Linked DNA regions of Mus musculus: region 1 is linked to region 2. The links are chromatin contacts, called in public Hi-C maps. All regions are on one chromosome and are shown on one strand. The core of a region is the stretch at or near the end of the contact, and the rest is flanking DNA. Distances in the headings are between cores, read along the strand shown.

Region 1 (5,186 bases), core at 692-3,191, 81 kb after region 2:
AGCTTGATTCTTCTGCCCCCAACTCCATGTTAAAAAAAAAAAAAGAAGAAGTTAAAGATAGCCAGGCAGTGGTGATGCATGCTTTCAGTCCTAGCACTCGGGCGGATCTCTGAGTTTGAGGCCAATCTGATCTACAGAATGAGTTCCAGAACAGCCAGGGTACACCGAGTAACCCTGTCTCAAAGAATCAAAAAAGAAAAAAAAAATTAAAATTAAAATGATTCATTGGGAAGCAGAAGCAAAGAGGCAAGCAGTTCTCTGGTCTACATAGTGAGTGAGTGCCAGGTCAGTCAGGGCTAAATGAGTGGGACCCCATCTGAAAAATAAGTTTCTTGTAATTAGAGAAAAGTGAGCCATTATTTGTGGGGAATAAAGTGTTTAGTTATAAATATGAGCCAAAACAATAGCTGTGTGCTTCTTTGTGTGTGTGACCGCTCTTTTCTAAAAATTCCCTTTCAGATACTGTGGTGATGAACTTCCAGAAGACATCATTAGCACAGGTAATACCCAAGTCACTGCAAAATTTCCATTTGTTTTTCCACGCAGCGTCCTCCAAGTTATTACCATTCATTCGCCCTTTACACTTGAGAGAACTGAAACTTGAGACAGTTCATTAGCTTGCAATAGTGTCAGTTTTTATTGTTAAGACTTTGGCCAACTCTGTGATCAAAATGATGTGTGTGGACAGCTCTTGTTGGCAGGCAACAGCTTAAATCCACCAGTCCCTAAGAACTGCTGTTGGCACAAGGGTCCAGAGTGGTAATAAATGTGTAAAGACTGGCAATGCACTCAGTAGTGGGGTCCTTGCTTTGCATATGCAGTGGCCTTGGGTTTGACTCCCAGCACAGATGACGATGTTGATGATGATAATAATAATAATAATAATAATGACAGAAAATACGCATCCATAAAAGAATTATCAAGTAAACACAACACTCACTGTAGTAAACAAAAGCATTCTTAGTATCACACTCCTTTTCCAGTATAACATCCCTTACAGTTCTAGAGATACTTTCAGCAGCCATTGCATAAGAAAAGAGAAGTTGTTGAAATGTAAATGAAGAAAATATCTAATAAAAAATTGAGAAAGAAAGAAAGAAAGAAAGAAAGAAAGAAAGAAAGAAAGAAAGAAAGAAAGAAAGAGAGAGAGAAAGAAAAGAGAAGTTGTTAAGCCAGGCAGTTATGGCTTTGATTCCAGCTCTCAGGAGGCGAAATCAGGCCAGCCTGGTCTACAGATTGAGTTTCCAGACAGCCAAGGCTACACAGAGAAACCCTGTCTTGGATAAAACAAAACAGAACCCCAAAACAACAACAACAACACAGAAAAAAGAAGTTCTGGAGGCTAAGTCGTGATTAAAAAGGTTTCAAAGGTCTCTTGTTTGGCCACCACAGGATTCTTTTTGAATGCTAATTTATGCAGTAAATCTCAAAAGGCTAGAAATACGAGGCAATGCTTGCTGAATCTCACTTTTACACACACACACACACACACACACACACACACACACACACACACAAACACAAACTCCGAAGTTATTTCATATACCATGTTCTAAGAAATAATACCCTCAAAAGATGCCCCTAGTAACCTAAATTAATCACAGTAGGCAACGCTCCTCTTTAAGTTATCCTAAACTGCTTTTTTTTCCTTTCTTTTTTAACTTTTAGCTAAAAGTCATTTCTCGGAAATCTTTGTTTTCTTTCTCTTTCCAGCGCCTGCACTTGGCATTCTGATAGCTTCTGTTTTCTCTCCAAGTCATAAAATTATCACACTGCTTCACACCTAAGAACAGCACAGCTCAGGGCCCAGCAAAGGCAGTGCCAAGTCCTTCTCAGTGCCTGCCCCACCCAGTCTTGCCACGGAGTTCTGAGGTGTCATTTTTACAAGCTTCGAAGCTCTCTGCTCTGTCCTTGAATGATTACTGTTGAAAGCGTATTAATTTGTTATTGCTGCAATCCAGGGAAACCCACTATAAATAAACCTCTTATCTCTCTTTTCTCCAGAGCAGACTCTATGTTAACAGAACATCTGAATGACATTGGCTTTAGGGCTTTACTAGGGAGTTGGGGCCTGAAGGTTTTTCTTCAAAAACCAACAGCAGAGCTGGGTGTGGATGCAGAGGCAGGAGGACCATGCAGGGATTTAAGGCTAGCCTAGGCTACATACAGTCTCAGGACTACCACCTACAAAGTTTGAAACAGGGTCCCAACTAAGATTGGATTTCAATTCTATGTAGCTGAAAAATCGAAACCAAAATCCTGATCCTCCAGTCTCAGTCTGAATAATTCAAGCCATGCCTTGCCAACCAGGGCTTCTTTTACAGTACAAGTAATACATATCATATATTATATATATATATGATATATATCATAGAAATATATATATATGATATATATCATAGAAATATATATATATATATATATATATATATATATATATATATATATATATATATATTTCTTCCAGTGTCAGAAAAATACAGTGTGACGAATGGAACATGAAGTCTGCAGCCAGGCGGCCTGGACTTGGGTTAGCCTCAGCCAGACATATCAACTCTGTGTCTTTGGCAAAGATCACCTAGTCTCTTGACTCAAGGTCATATCTGTAATAACATGTCATATATATGCTTGTTTCTTTTTAATTTATTTATGGATTGAGGATCTAAGTTAAGAAAGGCTTCCACGGCTACCAAGATGGCTCAGAGGTTAAGAGTACTAGTTCTTGCCGGGCGGTGGTGGCGCACGCCTTTAATCCCAGCACTTGGGAGGCAGAGACAGGTGGATTTCTGAGTTCGAGGCCAGCCTGGTCTACAAAGTGAGTTCCAGGACAGTCAAGACTATACAGAGAAACACTGTCTGGGGGGGGGGGGGGGGGGAAGAGTACTAGTTCTTGCAGAGTCCCAGCTTCAGTTCCCAGCACTCACACGGTGGCCTACCAACATCCCTAAGTCCAGTTCCAGAGGCTCTGATGCCCTCTTCTGACTTTGAAGAGACCAGACTTTTATGTGCTGCACACATATACATACATGCAAACAAAGCACTCATGCATGTTATATAATGGAAGTAAATATAAAAATAAAACAACAATTTTTAAAAGATGCCTCTGCAGGTAAAAGTGGAAAGGAAGATTCACCTCCACAAAGTTGACCTCTGACCTCATGTGCACACTATGGCAAGCTCTCACACGCACAAATGTCAACAACACATCCATACACACAATAATAATGTTCTATTAAATCGTTCCCCCTGAAATAGTCCTGTATTTTGGCACTTTCTGGCCAACATGTTAAAGTGCATTTTAAGTCCACAATAGGAAGTAGGCCTCTAGGTTTATTTCTTGGTTTTCTTTTTAAAAATATGTATATTAGCTTATTGATCAATTTACTATTATTATTATCATTTCATTAGCATTATCATCTTGTTATAGACACACTCTCACTCTATAACCCTAGCTGGTCAGGAAATCACTATATAGATCAGGTTAGCCTTTAACTCACAGACTGGTAGAGGCCACCACACATGGCCTTAAGCTTGCTCCTTAACAATGGAAAATTTGCTGCTCCCCATCAATTAGAAAATAACCCATCCACACCTCAAGTTCTTATAATTCTGTGGATCAGTCCATAAAAATAATTGCTTTAATTGATTATTAATGCTATGAATCAAATCCAGAATCTCAACATGCTAGGCAGGCACCGCATCTTAAAATTGTGTTTATTTCACTTCATCTGGAGAGGCAGAGAAGTGCAGGAGAGCCGAGCCCTGGAGAATCTTCTAAAACAGAAAAGACTTCTCCCACATGAGACAAGGCAACTACAGACACTAACCATGAGAAAGCATGTCTGCAGTCCGTGGTCTCCTTCCCATCCTTATCTGCTCTTCTGTGAGATGAGACATCATTGAATTGTGGAACAAATCCCTGTGGAGTAACCTCCCTGTTCTTTTGTGTGCCTCCCCACACAGGAAATGTCATGACCTTGAAGTTTCTGAGTGATGCATCCGTCACGGCTGGAGGCTTCCAGATTAAATACGTCACAGTGGATCCTGCATCTAAATCCAGTCAAGCCAAAAATACAAGTACTACTGGAAATAAGAAGTTCTTACCTGGAAGGTTTAGCCATCTATAAAAAATTTTTTTTAAAAATGTTCAAAACATCCAGTACAATATTTATATTTGTTTTTGTTGTTGTTGTTGGTTTTTTTTTTTTTATTTTGTTTTGTTTTGTTTTTTTGAGACGGGGTTTCTCTGTATAGCCTTGGCTGTCCTGGAACTCACTTTGAAGACCAGGCTGGCCTCGAACTCAGAAATCCACCTGCCTCCGCCTACCAAGTGCTGGGATTAAAGGCGTCCACCACCACCGCCCGGCTTCAATATTTATATTTGTAGCTCTTGGACCTCGTTTGTTCTCTTTTGTATTTTTATTATTAACATGTATTTATTATTTTTCCAAATGTGAAAGCCATATGTAATTATGTGGAAAATTGACAAATAAATACAGAGAACTTCAAATGAGTTTTTTTTTTAAATCTCATAATTGTACTACACAGAAATAACTAATGTTAAAGTTTTTAAATGTTTGTCTTTCATTCATTTTTCTACTTGTAGTATATGTACATATGTAACTCTATGATTTGCGTTTGAATTTTGGCATTCTGCCTTTTGTAACCTGATATTTTTAACCTTGACATTGTATAGCTCAAGCACTTCCCAAGATCTCTGAGTTTTCTACAAAATGGGACTTTGTAAATATGATTGTTCCCTGCTTTATTTAAGCTGAATTTATATTAGGATTTAAGGTTGTTTTCATAAATATTGCTGTAATAAATACTTTTGGATATAAACATTTTGTAGTTCTTTAATTTTAAAGGGACATAAGCCTAGACGTAGAAATGCAAATCAGAGACTAATTAAAATAGAGTCTTCCTTCCTTCCTTCCTTCCTTCCTTCCTTCCTTCCTTCCTTCCTTCCTTCCTTCCTTCCTTTTTCCAAGACAGGGTTTCTCTAACAGCTCTGACTGTCCTAGAACTCATTTTGTAGTCCAGACTATCCTTGAACTCAGAGATTTTACCTGCCTCTGCCTCCCAATACACCGTCACTGCTTGGTGAATCTTTCTTTTTTAAAAGTTTGAATGTGTTCTCTCTCTCTCTCTCTCTCTCTCTCTCTCTCTCTCTCTCTCTCTCTCTC
Region 2 (5,322 bases), core at 1,872-4,371:
TCAAGGATCATAGCAAACCTCCAGAAAGTTCCTAAAGCTTTTTCTGACCTTCCCAGAGGACATTAGTTCTTCTTTATTGCTTACAAGGCACTTTGATTACATGTGTCATTTTCTTTGAATAATCAACAAATTTCTAAAGACTGGGATTACAGGCAGGCACGCCTGCTCACATTTATGACAGGAACCTATGCAACCAAGAACTGTGCACGTTACACTGTGCATTTTATATTGGATATTTTTTCTTCCCAGGAAAATATATTCATGTTCATATAGATATTAATTCCTCTTATTACATTTCTTAAGAAAGAAATTATAACATTTATAATTGTTTTTAAATATTGTTATTAAAACACCAATATTCTTCTTTTAAACATTTTTTAGATTCATTTTGTTTTTTTTTAAGATTCATTTATTTATTTTGATATATTTTTATATATGAGTACACTGTCACTGTCTTCAGACTCACCAGAAGAGGGCATCGGATCCCATTACAGATGGTTATGAGCCGCCATGTGGTTGCTGGGAACTGAACTCAGGACCTCTGGAAGAGCAGTCAGTGCTCTTACCTCTGTGCCATCTCTCCAGCCCAAAACACCAATATTCTTAAAATCTCTTGCTGTAAGTGGTCTATTACATAGCGCCCCCAGAATGTGTTCATCATATTTCTCATCTAAATATTTTCCCTTTCACACTGTGTGGAATATGTGGTAATTCTTCCCTTTCAAGCAATCTTATAGTAAGCAGAAAAATGACACCTTCAAAGACATCCATGTTCTAGTCCCAAGAACTTGTGAAAACATTAGATTACACTGCAGAGAAGATTTAAGGCTGCAAACTGAATTCAGGATGCTGATTGTAAAATACAGAGGTGGAACCTGGAGAGATGGCTCCAGGGTAAAGAGCTTGCTGGGTAAGCACTGGTACTTCCCATCCTGGGCAAGGTTCGAAGGTGTCCTGAAAGTCACTCTCAGTCTAGCCAAAGTCCAGGTCCATTGAGAGAGCCTGACTCAGAAATTAAGGTGGAGCAAAAGAGAAGACAATATCCAGCCTTCCACCTCTGGCCTCCACAGGTGCATGCTCAGGTATGTACACATATGCACGTGCTAGCCTGCGCGAGTGCACACACACACACACACACACACACACAATATGCAGATCATCCTGCATTGTGTGTGAAAACTTAACATGATCCAGAAGGCCCTCTAGAGTAAGAAGGGGATAACACCAGAGTTAGACTGAACACAGAAACATGATCAGAGAAGCAATGCTGGTCCTAACTTTGGAAATGGAGACGGAATGAGTTCATCCCGAGAGAGCTCCCAGAACAGAAGACAGCTCTGCTAGCCCTTTTACTTTATCCAGGGAGAGCCGCAGATGCCTACAACTGACACACAGACACACACAGACACACACGGGCACACACGGATACACACAGGCACACACAGGCACACACGGGCACACACAATCTAATTTTAAAATAGTACTAAAAGTAAGTATTTTTAAATTGAAAAGTGTGTACATGCACACACATGTATGCATAAGCCACCAAGGCCATGTAATTTATTATGGCAGTAAACTTAAAAAAAAATCATCTCATTTTCCTAGGGATACTTATATCGGGGGGGGGGTGCGGGGGGCGGGTACACAGAGTTCCTGGCAGCATAAAGAAGGAAGAAAATGGGCTGGAGAGATGACTCGGCGGTTAAGAGCACTGACTGCTCTTCCAGAGGTCCTGAGTTCAATTCCCAGCAACCACATGGTGGTTCACAACCACCTGTAATGGGATCCGATACCCTCTTCTGGTGTGTCTGAAGAGAGCTACAGAGTACTCATATACATTAAATTAAAAGAAAGGAAGGAAGGAAGAAATTATAATGTATCCATGTTGTATAGACCAGAAACAAGTCAAAAGATGGATACAATGTTAACAATTAAAAGATCCTAATTGAATTTCTTTTACAATCAGGGCACACTTGATTGAATAAATCGAGTAAGTGGTCTGTCTGAGTGTAGTGGCACAGGTCTGTAACAGGAGGATCAAGAGTTCAAAGCCAGCACAATGTAAATAGAAAGCAGTTGCCTCAAATGTTTTCACTGCTATGCAGAAGTTTGCTTTATAGGCAGAGAAGAAAGCTGAAAATGCAGAAACTGAACTGATTGGTTCACAGTTAAGTTCTCTGCAAGTCAGGGCCGGGGAGACCGGAACAGAATAACTGATTGGTGAATGTTCAAGAGCTTTTTGTGGGGAGTAAAGGAGAGGTGATTTCATTCTCTGGCCCAGTGGAACCTGCTGCTTTCCCTCTCTCCTGGCTGGACAGGACACAGGAAGTTTCCTTCGGGGCACACAAGGTAGCTCGGGTGCCTTTGGAGCAGGAGTCCTCTTAACCCAAACCAGTGCCCGCTAGAACTTACATTGAATATTCTCCTTTCAACATCTCCTTCCAAAAACAACAACAACAACAACAACAACAACAACAACAACAACAACAACAACAACTTACATATTCTGAAAAAGTGAGGCAGGACTACAGAACTCAGCACCTGCCAAAGAAATACAAATAATAGTCTTCCTGAGAAATCCATTTTTCTAAGAACCTTCTGGAGCCAGTCCCAATGACTGTAAGTTTCCTTTTCCCAGGAAGGGAAGCAACCCATGGCCGGAGCGCCTGGAGCGGGCGAGTCTCCAGGCAGCGCACTGGGGACCCAGACCCCGAGTCGCGGCGCTGGAAGCCGCCGCCCACCGCGCGCCGGGTGGAGCATCCCTGAGCGCGGGTGGTGGGACCGCAGGGACGCGGCGGACCGAGGATGGATCAAGCACTCACCCGCTCGCTGCGCAGCTCCCGGAAGCCGGTGCCTTAGAACTGAACTCTACCTCGAAAACACTAACCTGGCTTCAGCGACGAGCAGCGCTCAGTCCCAGGCCTTACTTTCACTTTCGGTTATTAGAAACAGGATGCTTCTGCTCCATGCCCTGAGGACTTCGTCCAGGGCGCCATTGCTGCTGTCTCTTATTATTGGCAGTAACTCCGAGACCTGCTTAGAAAAGCTTATTTATGTGCATTATGCGGAACACGCTGTTGAAAAGCTGGATGGAAACCAGAGCTCTCTATGCAAATCCTCTCTCTGTAACTTTTTAGACGGTTATAAAGTTTGACACAAGCACAAGATAAACCAGGAAGCTGAGAAAGCTGCTTCCTGGGTTGGATTTTATGACCCTTGAAAGTTTTCTTCTAAGCTTTGTTTTTGTTGTGAAGATTTTGTAAACAAACACATCGCTAGATGTGAACTTTTCCTTTGCTAGAAAAATAGCTGGCTTCCGTCAAGAACGGCAGTGTTCCCTAATCCTACATCAAGAACTGGTTACTCCACAGCTAGGCAGCACATGAGCACAGAGCTGTGGAAGACAGCAAAGAGCTATCAGGGCCTCCCTTCTACATGGTGGCGCTCTATATCTGTGCATACTAACTAACGGCTCGGAATAAAATGATGCACTTGGCAGAAGCAAAATTCTTTCCATCAAGAACAGTGATGGAGCCGGGCAGTGGTGGCGCACGCCTTTAATCTCAGCACTTGGGAGGCAGAGTCAGGTGAATTTCTGAGTTCGAGGCCAGCCTGGTCTTAAGAGTGAGTTCCAGGACAGCCAGGGCTATGCAGAGAAACCCTGTCTTAAAAAAAAAAAAAAAAAAAAGTGATGGGGCCCCTAGTTGGTAGCAGGATCTCTGTGAGTTGAAGGTTGAAGGCCAGAGTTCCAGAACAGCTAAGGCTACACAGAGAGACCTTGTCTGGGTAGGATGTGGACACGGGGAGGGGGGTGGGGGTGGTGAAGGCAGTGATAGGACCTACTTTTCAGTGACACCAGAGCCACATAGTAAGACCCTGTCTTTTAAAACAGGTTAAGGGTTTCTTTTGAGTTGTCAGCCCAATTAGAAAGAACAAACACTCAGTGAGTGGTGCACTGGATAAGGAATGGGGCTATCCGGACGTAATACACAGGGGTGGGTTTCCCCTTCGGAAAGGAGATGGGGAAGGGCTGAGAAGATGTGAGAGGGTGGGACTGGGAGGAGAGGAAGAGTTGATGTTGGGATATAAAGTGAATAAACAAATTACTTATTTTAAAAAAGAAACAAGTGGGGGCCTAGCAAACACAGAAGTGGATGCTCACAGTCAGCTATTGAATGGATCACAGGGCCCCCAATGGAGGAACTAGAGAAAGCACCCAAGGAACTAAAGGGAACTACAACCCTATAGGTGGAACAACAATATGAACTAAGCAGTACCCCGGAGCTCTTGTCTCTAGCTGCATATGTATCAAAGGATGGCCTAGTCGGCCATCACTGGAAAGAGAGGCCCATTGGACTTGCAAACTTTATATGCCCCAGTACAGGGGAACGCCAGGGCCAGGAGGGGGGAGTGGGTGGGTAGGGGAGTGGGGGGGGGTGGGTATGGGGGACTTTTGGGATAGCATTGGAAATGTAAATGAGGAAAATACCTAATTAAAAAAATTTTTAAAAAAAGAAAGAAAGAAGTGGTCTGAGTATTACTTAGGTTTTCTTCTGAATTTGAGCAGGACCATGAATATGTCAATTAAAACTCATAAGAAGTCATTGATTTGGACTGAGTTCCAGAGCAAAAGCGAAGTCACTTATGCTGAAATCCCAGGTTGCCAAAAAGAAAGTTATTGTTCCGAGAAATCAGCTGAGAAGTCACAGCCAAGTCCCTAAGCAAACCAGTTCTACACGGCAGAATAATAGCTTTAACCTTTACAACACAAGATCTTTAAAACGGCCTTTGGGGTGCTAGAGAGATCACTTAGTGATTAAAGGCACTCGTTTCTGTTGCAGAGACACTAGGTTCTATTCCCAGCTCCACACAGCCTGCTGTCACTTCTGTTCCAGAAAATGAATGCCCTCTGTGGCTTCTGTGGGCAGACTAGAGATGCAGATACATGAAGACAAAACACAAACCCATTAAATAAAAATAAATCTAAAAATGTGTTTTTTAACAGCATGCTTGGGTGTTTTTGGGGGGTACATTCTTCAGCCACCCCCTTGCTTTTTTGATCTATGAAACAAGTATCTGCCCAACTTGTCAGACTCTGATTCTAGAATCACAAAAAGTCAACTTGGTTTTTAAACTAAAATAGTTGTAATTTTTGTCTTTGGACAAAAAATGAGTTATTTAGTAAATTTTTCATCCTGTCCTTATCCTTGTTTTGGAAGGAGATATATACTAGGAGGCATAAGAATGACCACAAAGATCTAATCTGATGTAGACTTAAGGAGAAGCTAAGGGATGGGTGGGGAGGAGACTTTGAGACACAAC

What was found. A called contact is a pair of places that touch in the nucleus more often than the background predicts.
Region 1: a Hi-C map of uterus shows a contact between it and region 2, with 2.0 times the contacts expected there. The contact joins the enhancer-like site here to the promoter of Nmi in region 2. A contact is called at or near these places in 2 of 39 promoter capture datasets (cranial neural crest and liver), 17 of 484 Hi-C or Micro-C datasets (the AML12 cell line, the G1E-ER4 cell line, the HL-1 cell line and 12 more), 3 of 115 datasets of contacts at active chromatin or transcription factors (the SCID.adh cell line, bone marrow-derived macrophages and embryonic stem cells) and 2 of 9 other capture datasets (liver and pancreatic islet).

Annotation. Positions count from the first base shown.
Region 1 is chr2:52,051,845-52,057,030 of GRCm38.p6, forward strand. Tnfaip6 (tumor necrosis factor alpha induced protein 6) reads left to right here. Exons shown (of 6, transcript NM_009398.2): 5 at 460-500; 6 at 3,964-4,837. The coding sequence ends at 4,127. Among named protein-coding and RNA genes, the nearest start is that of Tnfaip6, 16 kb to the left of the region's middle. Within about 2 kb of position 1,942, at least 14 of the 459 cell types and tissues checked have an H3K27ac peak or open chromatin away from gene starts, as enhancers often do. A contact at or near this core is called in granulosa cells and uterus, where this site is marked.
Region 2 is chr2:51,970,087-51,975,408 of GRCm38.p6, forward strand. Nmi (N-myc (and STAT) interactor) reads right to left here and starts at 3,122. Exons shown (of 9, transcript NM_001141949.1): 1 at 2,823-3,122; 2 at 2,502-2,541.